4 separate regions of the Mus musculus genome follow, and all the other regions are linked to region 3. Evidence: chromatin contacts called from public promoter capture Hi-C data. All regions are on one chromosome and are shown on one strand. Each heading gives the region's core, a stretch centred on a gene start, on an enhancer-like site or on the middle of the called end of the contact. The rest is flanking DNA. Distances are from core to core; before and after follow the strand shown. Region 1 holds the start of Zfp619 (zinc finger protein 619). Region 2 holds the start of Tsg101 (tumor susceptibility gene 101). Region 3 holds the start of Zfp658 (zinc finger protein 658). Region 4 holds the start of Tmem86a (transmembrane protein 86A).

The links. Promoter capture Hi-C pulls out the DNA fragments that hold promoters and counts their contacts.
Region 1: a contact with region 3 is called in a promoter capture Hi-C map of frontonasal cranial neural crest. The contact joins the promoter of Zfp619 here to the promoter of Zfp658 in region 3. A contact is called at or near these places in 5 of 39 promoter capture datasets (cranial neural crest, frontonasal cranial neural crest, maxillary cranial neural crest and 2 more) and 1 of 484 Hi-C or Micro-C datasets (CD4 T cells).
Region 2: a promoter capture Hi-C map of second pharyngeal arch cranial neural crest shows a contact between it and region 3. The contact joins the promoter of Tsg101 here to the promoter of Zfp658 in region 3. A contact is called at or near these places in 2 of 39 promoter capture datasets (cranial neural crest and second pharyngeal arch cranial neural crest) and 1 of 484 Hi-C or Micro-C datasets (CD8 T cells).
Region 4: a contact with region 3 is called in a promoter capture Hi-C map of pre-B cells, with 2.9 times the contacts expected there. The contact joins the promoter of Tmem86a here to the promoter of Zfp658 in region 3. A contact is called at or near these places in 3 of 39 promoter capture datasets (cranial neural crest, maxillary cranial neural crest and pre-B cells).

What each region holds. Positions count from the first base shown.
Region 1 is chr7:39,516,441-39,519,140 of GRCm38.p6, forward strand. It overlaps Zfp619 (zinc finger protein 619), which reads left to right and starts at 1,326. Exons shown (of 4, transcript NM_001004139.2): 1 at 1,326-1,424. The coding sequence starts at 1,422.
Region 2 is chr7:46,918,702-46,921,401 of GRCm38.p6, forward strand. It overlaps Tsg101 (tumor susceptibility gene 101), which reads right to left and starts at 1,268. Exons shown (of 10, transcript NM_021884.4): 1 at 1,120-1,268. The coding sequence starts at 1,161.
Region 3 is chr7:43,560,949-43,563,648 of GRCm38.p6, forward strand. Zfp658 (zinc finger protein 658) reads left to right here and starts at 1,422. Exons shown (of 5, transcript NM_001008549.2): 1 at 1,422-1,473.
Region 4 is chr7:47,049,370-47,052,069 of GRCm38.p6, forward strand. It overlaps Tmem86a (transmembrane protein 86A), which reads left to right and starts at 1,271. Exons shown (of 3, transcript NM_026436.3): 1 at 1,271-1,432. The coding sequence starts at 1,412.

The sequences.
Region 1 (2,700 bases), core at 76-2,575, 4.0 Mb before region 3:
TTTACTTTCTGTAGACATTTATCAAGTGCTTATTATATGATAGGTGGAGTATGTTTGAGATGTTTGAACAATTTTAGTTTAGGGTATTTCCATAGCTCAGGCCAGCTCTGCCTCAGTCTTTGAAGTTCTGAGGTTACAGTCCCTTGCCCCCAAGCCCAGCTTCATTTTCTTGGCATTAGTTTGTTGGCAGCTGAAATAAACCAAGTTGGCCTTGTACTCACAGAGATCCACCTGCCTCTGCCTCAGGAACGCTGGGATTAAAGGGATGCGCCATCACAGCCCATGAACCCACATTCTTACCTCTCAGTATCAATTGATAAGTATCTTATTAGATTTCATTTTATTTCATGGGCAAAAGTAGAAGGCATGAGTTCCTCTGAAACTGAATTTACAGGCAGTTGTGAGTTGACAGATGTGTGAGCTTGGGAAGAGAACTAAGGTTCTCTGGAAGAGCAATACACACTCTTTAACCTCCTATCCTCCAGCCCTTTTATTTATTTCTGTAATTAGTTTTTTGCCTTCAAGTTTGAGGTGGGTACCCAAGATTCAACCTCTGGTTTCAACCATGCTATGGAAGCATTGTATTACAGAGTGTTTCTGTGTTGTGTGTGTTTCTGTTCTGAGACTGGCCTTGAATCCAGTCTGTAGCCTTGTCAGATGCCTGATTTTCCTGCCTCAGCCTCCCATGTACTGGGATTACAGGACCTAGCTAGACTGGTCTCTAAATTTGGCAGTCTCTTTATCCCCACCTCCCTTTCAAAAGTAAATAACAGTTGCGCTTAAATTTTTTTTTTTAATCAACTTTTGGAAAAGCGAAATGGCTCAGCGAGTAAAGGTGCTTGCTTCTAAACCCTATGAATTGAGTTCGATCCCCAGGACCCATAAGGTGCAAAGGGGCCATCAACTCTAGCTAATTGCCCTTTAACTTCCACTCATGCTCTGTGGGACACATGTTCTTCTGCCACACTTTTCTTTTAACTAAATACATGCAATTAAAATTTTTAAATTAACCTTTTGTATAAAAATTCACGGCGATCCCTATACTAGCCATTGCGTGTAGTGGACAGTGCGAACGCACGACTCTAGACGGCAGGTCCAGCTCTGGAAGGCAGGAGTAAGTTCCTAAAAGGAAAACTCCTTCACGTGTGTACTCGGGGGACAAGCCACGGGCCACAAGGACCCGCTGGGCTGCCTTTGTCTCTTCGCTTCCACTCTCTCCTGTCACTCCGGCCTTGCTAGCCATTCAGAGCAGCCAGACCAGCTGTCCAATAAAGGGCGCTGCCGAGCGGCGAGAGGCGGGTTTTTCGCCGCCATGCTCCGGGTTCCCCTTTAAGGCTGAGCGAGGTGCCACTTGAGCCGCGCTTGCGAGCTCCGCTGCCAGGACCTGTGGGGAGAGTGCAGTCGAGATCGGAAGCCGCGCCATGGTGAGCAAGGGGCTGCTGTCCTCAGACGGGGAGGAGAGGCGGGCTGAGCCCCGGGAGGCCGTCTGGTGGAGCCTCCTTGCGGCTGGAGCGGAAGCGCTGTTCTGGGCCCCGGCTCTGGTCAGCTCCGCCCCTCGGGCCGCGCTTGCGTAGAGCGCAGAGCGCGGTGGCAGGAGGCTCCGCCCCTCTCGCCTTTTCGGGTGACGTCACTTTGTTACGGGCTCTTAGGCAGTGTTGTGAGTCCAGTTCGTCTCAGTTATCTTTAAGAGGTTCTGTACTTCGCATTTCATTATTTAGGTTTAGAATACACTTAGAGTTAATTTTCGTGACAGTTATAAAGTCCTTTATTAATTTCTTACATATAGATGTTAAGGTGGCTCACTAATATTTATTAATGAAGGGAATTCCTTGAGTTTTCTTTGTTTCTTTGTCAAAAACAGCTAACTGTATTCTTTTACCTTTATTTCCTAATTTTCTCTTTATCTTTTTATTGTGAAATAGGACATTTGTTTTGGCTTTTGAAATAGGGTCTCTCTACGAAGTCCTGGCTCCCTCCGGAGCTCTCTTTGTAGACCAGGCTGGCCTTGCATGCACTCACAGATATCCTGCCTCTGCCTCCGGAATGCTTTGATTAAAGATGCTGGGCTGAGAACATTCTCCAGAGTAGATTGCTTTTATTATTGTAGTTTAAACAAAGTTTTACAGTCAGATGATAGTGCGCGCGCGCGCGTGTGTGTGTGTGTGTGTGTGTGTGTGTGTGTGTGACCTATTCTAGTGTGCTGACTGTTTTCTTTAGAGATAGACACTCATGACTCAGTCTATGCTTAAACTCGCTGTGTTACCGAGGGTTAACTTTGAACTTCTGATCTTTCTTTTTTCACTCACCGCAAGAGTGAGTGTAATTCAAAAAGTGAAAGAAACTCGAAGTACGGAACCTCTTAAAGATAACGCAGAGAAACTAGACCTGCAATACCACCCGATTAAAGACTAAAGATATGTGTCAGCCATTTCTGTCTTTATGTAGTGCTTCAAAAGGAACCCAAGGCTTCTTCCTGCTCCTCAGAAGGCTCTATACCAACTGTGCTACTTACCAGTCTCATGTGTTTTCCCTTCCCGCACAATCTTTATTTTTAAGATTTATGTATTTTATATGTTTGAATGTTTTGTATGCATATTACATAATGCCTAGTTCCCTCGGAGGGGAGAAGATGGCGGTAAGTCCCTTGAGCTTGAGTTGATGTTTGTGAACCCCACGGGTGCTGAGAACCCAATGGGGAAT
Region 2 (2,700 bases), core at 18-2,517, 3.4 Mb after region 3:
GGACAGAGATCCCCAATCAGATGAAGTTAATGGGCTACATCTTCTAAAAGCTTAATTGAGGCTTTGAAAAACAAATGATTTGAAGGTAAAACAGTACTATATCGACCTTTACCGGGACCTCGTACATTCCCCCAGACCCCTGTGTCATTACAGATAACTACAGGGAAAAAAAAAAAAAAAAAAAGGAAGCCTAAAAGATTAAATGGTTAGACAACCAAGAGACAAGAGGTTTGGTCTTCAAGGACTCAGGGAAATGACTTTACTAAAAAAGATCTAGTTTTACAAAGAATAAAAAAAGAAGAAAAAAAGAAAAGAAAAATTTTATGTTTTGAAATGCGGTCTCACTGTGTATCCCTGGCTGGTCTGGAACTCACAATCTGTCCTGATCTGTCGTCAACTGCCTACAGAGCGCTGGAATTAAAGGCCTGTGCCACCACGCCCAGCGTATTCGTGTTTCCTTGTAAACTAGAAACTTCTTAACCCCACGATCTCTATTATTGCTCTGATAAGAGCATCAAAGTCAACTTCAATGACTAAAGGAGTTAGGGCTCAACTACGTTACATAAATTTCATTCCAATTAAATTTGGTAAATTACAAAAAGCAAGGCATTCTGGAGTCCGATGCGCAGTATTAAGTACTAAGTAGCTAATGTGCAAAATATCCAAAAGGCCTTTTAAAAAGTGAGAGGAAAAAAAAAAAACCCACAACCAGTCAAGCAGTAAGAATTTTTAAGTTCAACTCAAAGTAAACAAGCAAACAACTGCGTTAATCACAGTTAATGCAAACAATGGAATGCAACTGCAGAGTTCTCTGGAGCGGGGAAGGGCTGCCAAGCTCGATTTTCTGGCTGCTCTACTTCAGCGAACCAATTGCACCAAGAGTTCCCGAGCTCCGGTGGGATGTGCCGGGTTGGGCCGGGGAGAGGCGCGCGGGGACTGGTTCTGAGCAGGGCCGGGCTCCGGCCGGCGGGGACCGTCAGCAGCGCCGGGCAGACAGCAGCGGCCGCGCCAGGCACGACCCCGCTTTTGTTTATGGAGGCGAAGGCGGGAAGGGCCGCTCCGCAGAGGGAAGGCGGCCTAGCCCAGCCCGCGGGGCCGCCCCGTAGGGCGCGGGCTCACCTTGGACATCATCTTCTTCAGCTGACTCTCGGACACCGCCATGGCGCGCTCCTCCGTCCCCACAGGCAGAGGGTAGGCGCCACGGGGCCGCCCCAGGCCGCCAGACAATCGCCGCCGCCGCCGCCCCGCCCCTGCGAAGCAGGAAGCCGGCACGTTGTGCTTCCGCTTCCCGCGCGTCACTTCCGGGGCCGCTGGTCTGCGGTGCGAAGTCGGGCGAGAGATCAGGTCCGGTCCACGGGTGCCCGTGGTGCGGTTGTTTGCAAGCCTTTCGCGGTCCCGAAGTCCCGGCCCTCTCGCGAGCCTTGCCACCCGCTGCGGCTCGGAAGGTCCTGGGCTCGCGTCGCTCACAGAACTAGCTCGTGGACACTCTAGACACTTTTAGGTGACTGCGCCCGAGGCACCTCTGATTATCACATCCGTTTTTGTTACTGCAGTTTAAACGCTCGAAAGCCCTTCATGTCAAGTTCGCAAGGGCAAAGGAGATTTTTTTTCCCCCGTTAGGAAGCTATGCGGTAATTTTCTCCTCTGGATACTTTCCCCTAACAATTCCAGTGTGCCCACATAAAGATTAGACAGGCCGCAGTCTGCCTTGCTTGAGGGCAGGCTTCTTTTCAGATTATAAAGAATTTACCCCTTCAAACTTCTGAGTTTGAAGCCTCTCCAGTGTTAATCCCAAAAAGGCAAGGAGCAAGATCATGGACCCAAATCATCATAGCCAAATTAATTAAAGCAAGCAATTAATTAAAACCTTTTAATTTGTGTACAGGAAGTCAGCTTTGGACATAGGCTAGAAAATTGGTCTTATAGCTCAGGGGTAGGGAGTTTCCAAATGGGTGATTTGGCAGGTACATAGGCGGGTTACAGGAACAGAACAAAATGGCCATAACACATCTTGTGAAACAAAGACGTGGTTGCAAGGGGGTCTTAACAAGGTACTCATGACAAAGTGACCATGACAGGTGGTTATAAGGACAGGTGGTCATAATAACCTTTTGAAACAAAGGCATTGGGTGCCGTATAGAAACATTTGAAGATAAGGTTACAGGTGGGGCATAGCCCAAACCCTTGAGAAACAGATTTAATCATAAACAGGAACGATGCTGATGGCTTTCAAGCCTAAAAATGGAGACAGGCTGGCCTCATCACCAGCCCAATTTTCAGATCTTAATTGCCTTGTAGAATACAAGAGGTGATACTCAATCTCAATTGAGTTTCTATTTCCAATAAATGCTTGTTAGAGGGGCTGAAGGGATAGCTCAGCAGTAAAGAGTACTTGTTGCCCTTGCAGAGGGTTAGGGTTAGGTTCTCAGTTACAGGGACTCCTGATAGCCTCCATGGGCACCAGGAATGCAGATGGTACACACACATCCAGTGCAGGCAAAACACTCATGCTGGTAAAATAATCTTTAAAATAAAAAGCGACATATTAACCATCAATTCTTATTACTTTTTATTTTTTAAAAAAGATTTATTTATTATTATGTCTAAGTACACTGTAGCTGTCTTCAGACACTCCAGAAGAGGGCGTCAGATCTCATTACAGATGGTTGTGAGCCACCATGTGGTTGCTGGGATTTGAAC
Region 3 (2,700 bases), core at 172-2,671:
GAAGGAGAGGCATACAGTTTCAGCTTCTTTTGTGCTTCATCACCTCCACAGGGCAAGTGCTCCATCTTCCTGGTGGACTGACTGTGACTCAGGCTGCAAGACAGATGGGCACTGTACCACATTTACAGCCTAGAGAGGTCATAAGCATAAGGAGAGAGCCTGTGGAAGAGCAAGGTGGTGCCCGGGAGGCAATAAGTGCGTGTGGGTATCAATCATATGCTAAGATGTAGCAGAGAATCGATCAGAAGTTGATATTTGCATATTAACTTTTATGTGGTTTAATATAATTTGGCATGTGGTGATGGGTGGCTGAGACTACTTTTTGGGACCCCCGGAGCTGTATCTTTGGACACAAAACCCTGGTCACAAGAGCACCAGTACTATAATTTGTTCTCAAGACAATCAAAATCATATGTGAAGCTAGGCATGATGGCATATCCCCCCCACCCCCCAGCCCTGGAAAGCAGAAGCAGGGGATCATACCATGTTCAATGCTATACTCTTGTCTACACAGAACTAGAGAACGCTAACCTGAGATACTGCACACAATCGTTCATTTTGTTCAGATATTCGACTTTGGCCTATGGATTTATTCCCTCTACTGTACTGCACGTTTTCGTCATCAATTGATCTCTCACCATTTATCATTATCTCCCTCTCCACCTTCCTCTACACTATTTCTTATATATGCAAAACACACAATAAATAATGAAGAATTAAAATAAAAACACTTGTCATTGACAACAGATTTTCTCCACCTCTGGTCCCCATGAAAAGCCTCAGTGTCACATTTATTTCAGACCTTCATCTTTAAAGATTCCACATGGCTTCAATTCCCATTTCCCAACAAACCTAGTTTTTTTTTTCTTTATATTTATTAATTTATTTTTTATTTACTTCTTAGTTTAGAGGAAAAAAATCTTTTAAGTCCCTGAGAATATACAGAAAAAAAAATGGTATTTTTAGTAATATGCAGCATCCCGGTCTCTTGGAAATAACTGATATACACGTATAGGTAGGAAGTAAAATCCCCTGAAAATATGAGACAGCCTTGGACTTTCACTGTGTCACAGTCCACAAGCTTTGCCTGCTTATGTGCACACTGTGATGGTGGTCCCTGTATCATTGTATTGTGGGAGTGGCCATGACAGCTCCTAAAGGAACAGAAACTACAGGAAGATCCAAGTGAAGTATTGGCAAGTTGTAGCGTCACAAATAGTAGCGCGCATGCGCTTCGCCAGCCTCCACAAGGGGAAAAAAGGGGGTGTGGGAGGGTGGCGAAGAACACTGATTCGCAGTAAACGGAAGTGGTCTCGAGCGGTCATATCCGCTTAAATCTCCGCGCAGATCAGTTCTGTTATTGTTGCCCGCACTCCAGGAGAGTTTGGATTCTAACACTGAGGGCCCGGGGGCGGAAGTCGCAGGGAGGGACACTGCGCGTCCTGTGCAGAGTTCTCTGCATTGTTGTGAGAGGTGAGCGGCAGGGGCGCAGGGAGGATGCTGTGCTGTTGAGCGCTGATTTGTGTTGAGTGACAGCTGACACAGCTACTGGAGGGATGCCCTGGTTGAGCTGGGGTGGGAATCCTATGGGAGTTGGGAGAGCAGGGTTGCTGAGAGAGACAGACAGTGCAGCCAGCTACCGCAAGCCTGGGGCTAGCGTCTCTGAGGGCGATCGCGCTGCTTTCTAGTAGTAGCCTGCGAGAAGAGAACAGGCAGATACAAATGGAAAATGAGATTATTTGTGGTTTGGGCTTAATTTGGGAAAGCCAGCCATTCTCGGTCAGCCTGTGGCTTCTGCCTGCGGAACTAATACTAAGAACACGTGGAACAAAAGCCAGGGGATTTGCATATGCAAAGAGGGCACAGGCATCGGAGCTGCAAGTTGAGCCTTTGTGCAGGTAGCAAGGCTTGTAAAACAGGACCTTTTCGTTCCCAGCATGTAGTCTCCTGTAGAGAGCTAGCGCTGCAAAGCAAACGTTTAAAAGGCAAATCCTAATCCCCGGGCCGTTTTATGTGAGGGCTGGGACATGAGGCGGGTCAATGCTGCCTCTGCTGAGACCATATGGTCACAATAAGAGTCAGTGATTGGCACTTGAGCAGAAGGACCCTGTGTCCTTATTGGAGGTTGTATGTTCCTTGGGTATCACTATTGAGTTTATTGAAGATTCTCTGGAAACTAGTAAATTGTCATCTTGGCTGCCAAAGTAATAACGTTCTGGGGAACTAGGTATGCCCATTTTAACCCCGTGGTTAAATTAATCCTGTGGTCAGTCCACTTATCAGAGGTTACTTAAAGTCCAGAATGACAGTGAATATGTCCTGTGTACCATAAAAACATTGTGGACAAGGGAGAAATGTTTTGTGTCGAGGGCCTGGTGTTTATGTGCAGGGTTTCCAAGTCAGGGAAGGGATTGAGCCATTGAATTTAAGGAAGAGAAACAGGATGTCAATGTGGGCATAGATGAAAACGAAAATGTCTAGACAGGCACAGAGAGCCAGGAGTGGCCATCACCACACCACACTGCACCACATCTCTGCTCTCAGAAGGAGAAAGGGTTCTGGGTGCTGGGCACACAGAGACCGCCCGAGATCATGGGCACTGGGTGTGGTTTAGAGTAGGGAAGGAACGGGACTGGTCCTGCTCTTCCTCTTAGGGTGTGTTCTGGAACAGCCCATAAGCTTAGTTGTCATTTCTGAGAG
Region 4 (2,700 bases), core at 21-2,520, 3.5 Mb after region 3:
CCTCTCTGAGGGGATGTCAGGTCGGTAGTTTAGGGACCAGGATGGCTGGGGAAGGCCTGGAGGGGGAAATGAAGAGAATGACCTCAGGAAGAGCTCACTGGAGAGTTCAGTATGTGTCTCTCCCTGGCCAGCACGAGGTTGGGGTCTAGTATACAGCCCTGTATCCCCATCTCAGGAGTGGCCAGCGTTCTTTGCCTTTCCAACCGCTGAAAGCTTTGTGTATATTACAGACCACATTCCTACCCTTTTGGATGTATTTGGAAACCTGCATCCCCATGTAGCCTGCTAGATAGACTTGTACTTCCCGAAACCAGGTACCTTTCCCCTTCTTCATCCTACACAACGTGTCTGGATTGAGCAGAGCCTTAGAGGTCACCCATGCATTTTACAGTTGAGGAAATCTAGGCTACAGAGGCAAAGGCTATGGAAGTGGCAAACACAGCCGCATTGCAGTCCATTTGACTCCTTGCCAATCCACCAAATTCTGAACACATACTTCTAAACATGCTTCAAACCACTAGTATTATAACCATTTTATTGTTTTTCTGGCAGCCAGTTTACACGCCTTTGGGTCTTTTGGTCACCGTTGCTGCAGCTGTGAGGGGTGTATGTTCAAGGCAACCTAGTGCCTGTAATTTGTTTACTCATTGCTGTTATGGGGTCCACATACAGGCTGCTGCTTGCTTTCATCGTGTCTTTCATGGTACGGTGAAGGATGATGGTCAACCCACAGCTCCCTTTCTGTAGCTTTATTTGTTTAGTGTACAAGTGTCCACGCGTGCTTAATGCTACTACGAGTCTATATAGTATATTGTGTGCCTGGATACATATCTCTTACCATGCTGAACGTTGAGTGTCTGTTGATCCTCTGTGTCCATTGGGACACATTGGGACATTGTCAAAGACATGTCTTAAAGGAATTGCATCCGCCTAGATGGTATGTTTAAAGGTTGACGAGAATCTGCCTTTGCTTTTTGTTCCGGTGTTAAGAGAAGATGCATCTCGCTGTGCTCCGGGTCAGTGGTGTGCCTGTCTCTTAGCCAGGCTGGCTATCCAACCTTGGGGGTCGCCGTCACGTTCCGGGATGCCCTGGCACGCCTCCCTAAGAGGCGTGGCCTGAAGGCCACGCCCACGCCCGGGGGTGGGAGGATCTCCTTTTCAACGCAGAAACAGAGGGAGCCCGGCCGGCGCCGCCAGCAGGGCTCCGCCCATACGAGGCTTCGGCCCGTTCATTGGCTGGGTCTGTGGTGACGTCGTCGGGTTCACAGACAGTACTCTGAGCGCCCAGCGCGCGGGAGGTATTGTGCTTCACCCCAGCTTTGTTCGGTCGTCTGCTCACCTGGCTCTGGGTGCGTCCTGGTGGTGCAACCCGGAGCGGGTGCCAGCAGCCGCAGCCGCAGCCGCCGCCGCCATGGTGTCTCCGGTCACTGTGGTGAGTGCGCGAGCGCGCGAGCCCGCGGCCAAGCCCCCCGGGCCTGGGACGAGGCAGCGGCAAGCCGGGCCGCCGAGGGGGGCGGAGGAAGGTGCTGTCCCCTCCGGGGAAGCGGCTGCTGTCACGGTTTTTAGCTCCTCACTCTTGTAGCGTCCCTCCTACGCGCGCCCCTCGTCTGCCCGCGGGAGGGAGGAAAACATTGTGCACGTGACTCGGAAGCGTGACTGTTGATCCATGAGTGTCTGGAGCGGGTCTGCAGGTCTTGGCCTGGAACTGGATGCTGCAGGCCCTAGGGTTCTGTGTGGTGGACCCTCAGGGAAGCATTCGAGAGGGTGCAGGGGGGTGCCGACTTCCTGGGAATGCCCCAAGTTTCTCTTAATATTGTAGGTGCAGGAGGTGACGCCTCTGTCTTAGTAACGCTGTTCAGGCGATAGGTGAAGGTGGACCTCTCTCTGTTGACCTGACCTCCTTTCCAGACTTTCTCAACTCCAGCCTTTGAGTTGTCTCTTCACACTTCTAAGGCTGGCTTCTCTGACTGTCATGATTTCACCACTTACTGCCAGTTTCTTCTAGGAAATATGGGTCTGGGGAGTAGGGGGAGGGGGAGCAAAGGTGATGTTTCTGAAGGCTGACAGGTGGAGCTGGGCATGCAAAGGTGATGTTTCTGAAGGCTGACAGGTGGAGCTGGGCATCCCTCCCCCCCCCCCCCCCCCCCGTTTCCTCCCTTTGGCCTTGCCCTCACTCTGACTATCCCTGATAAGGGAGTTTCCATGGGAAGGGAGTGTCAACTCTGCTCCCATCTCTAACCTCTGGAAAAACAAGAGCAGGCTTGTACTCTGGACCCACTATATGTCTCTTCTCTACCCTTTCCTAGTTGCATCAGGTACCTGGTTGCCAGGGGATCTAAGTGTCTTGTCCCTTCAGAGTCCTGTGTGGAGTGGCTTGCTCACACACAGTCAGAGCACTTTTGTTGGAGTATGGGTCTATAGGGAACCTCAACTGCTCCAATTCATGCTCAGAAACCCTGAACTTGCAGGCCAGGGGAAGGAGCTTCGGGAGACCACAGAACATCTGCAGAATCTCCTCCCCCTGCTCAGACTCTGCCTGCAGTGGCCTTGAGTAAAACCTTTCTTTAGCTGCCCTCCCCCTAATCCAGCTGAGACCCAGTCAGCTGGCCAACTTCCCCCTCTCAGTTCCCCATCTCCTCCCAGCCTGTCTGCTGGCTCCAGATCAGAAGCCCTCCCCACCCCCCTTCCTGTCTCTGGTGC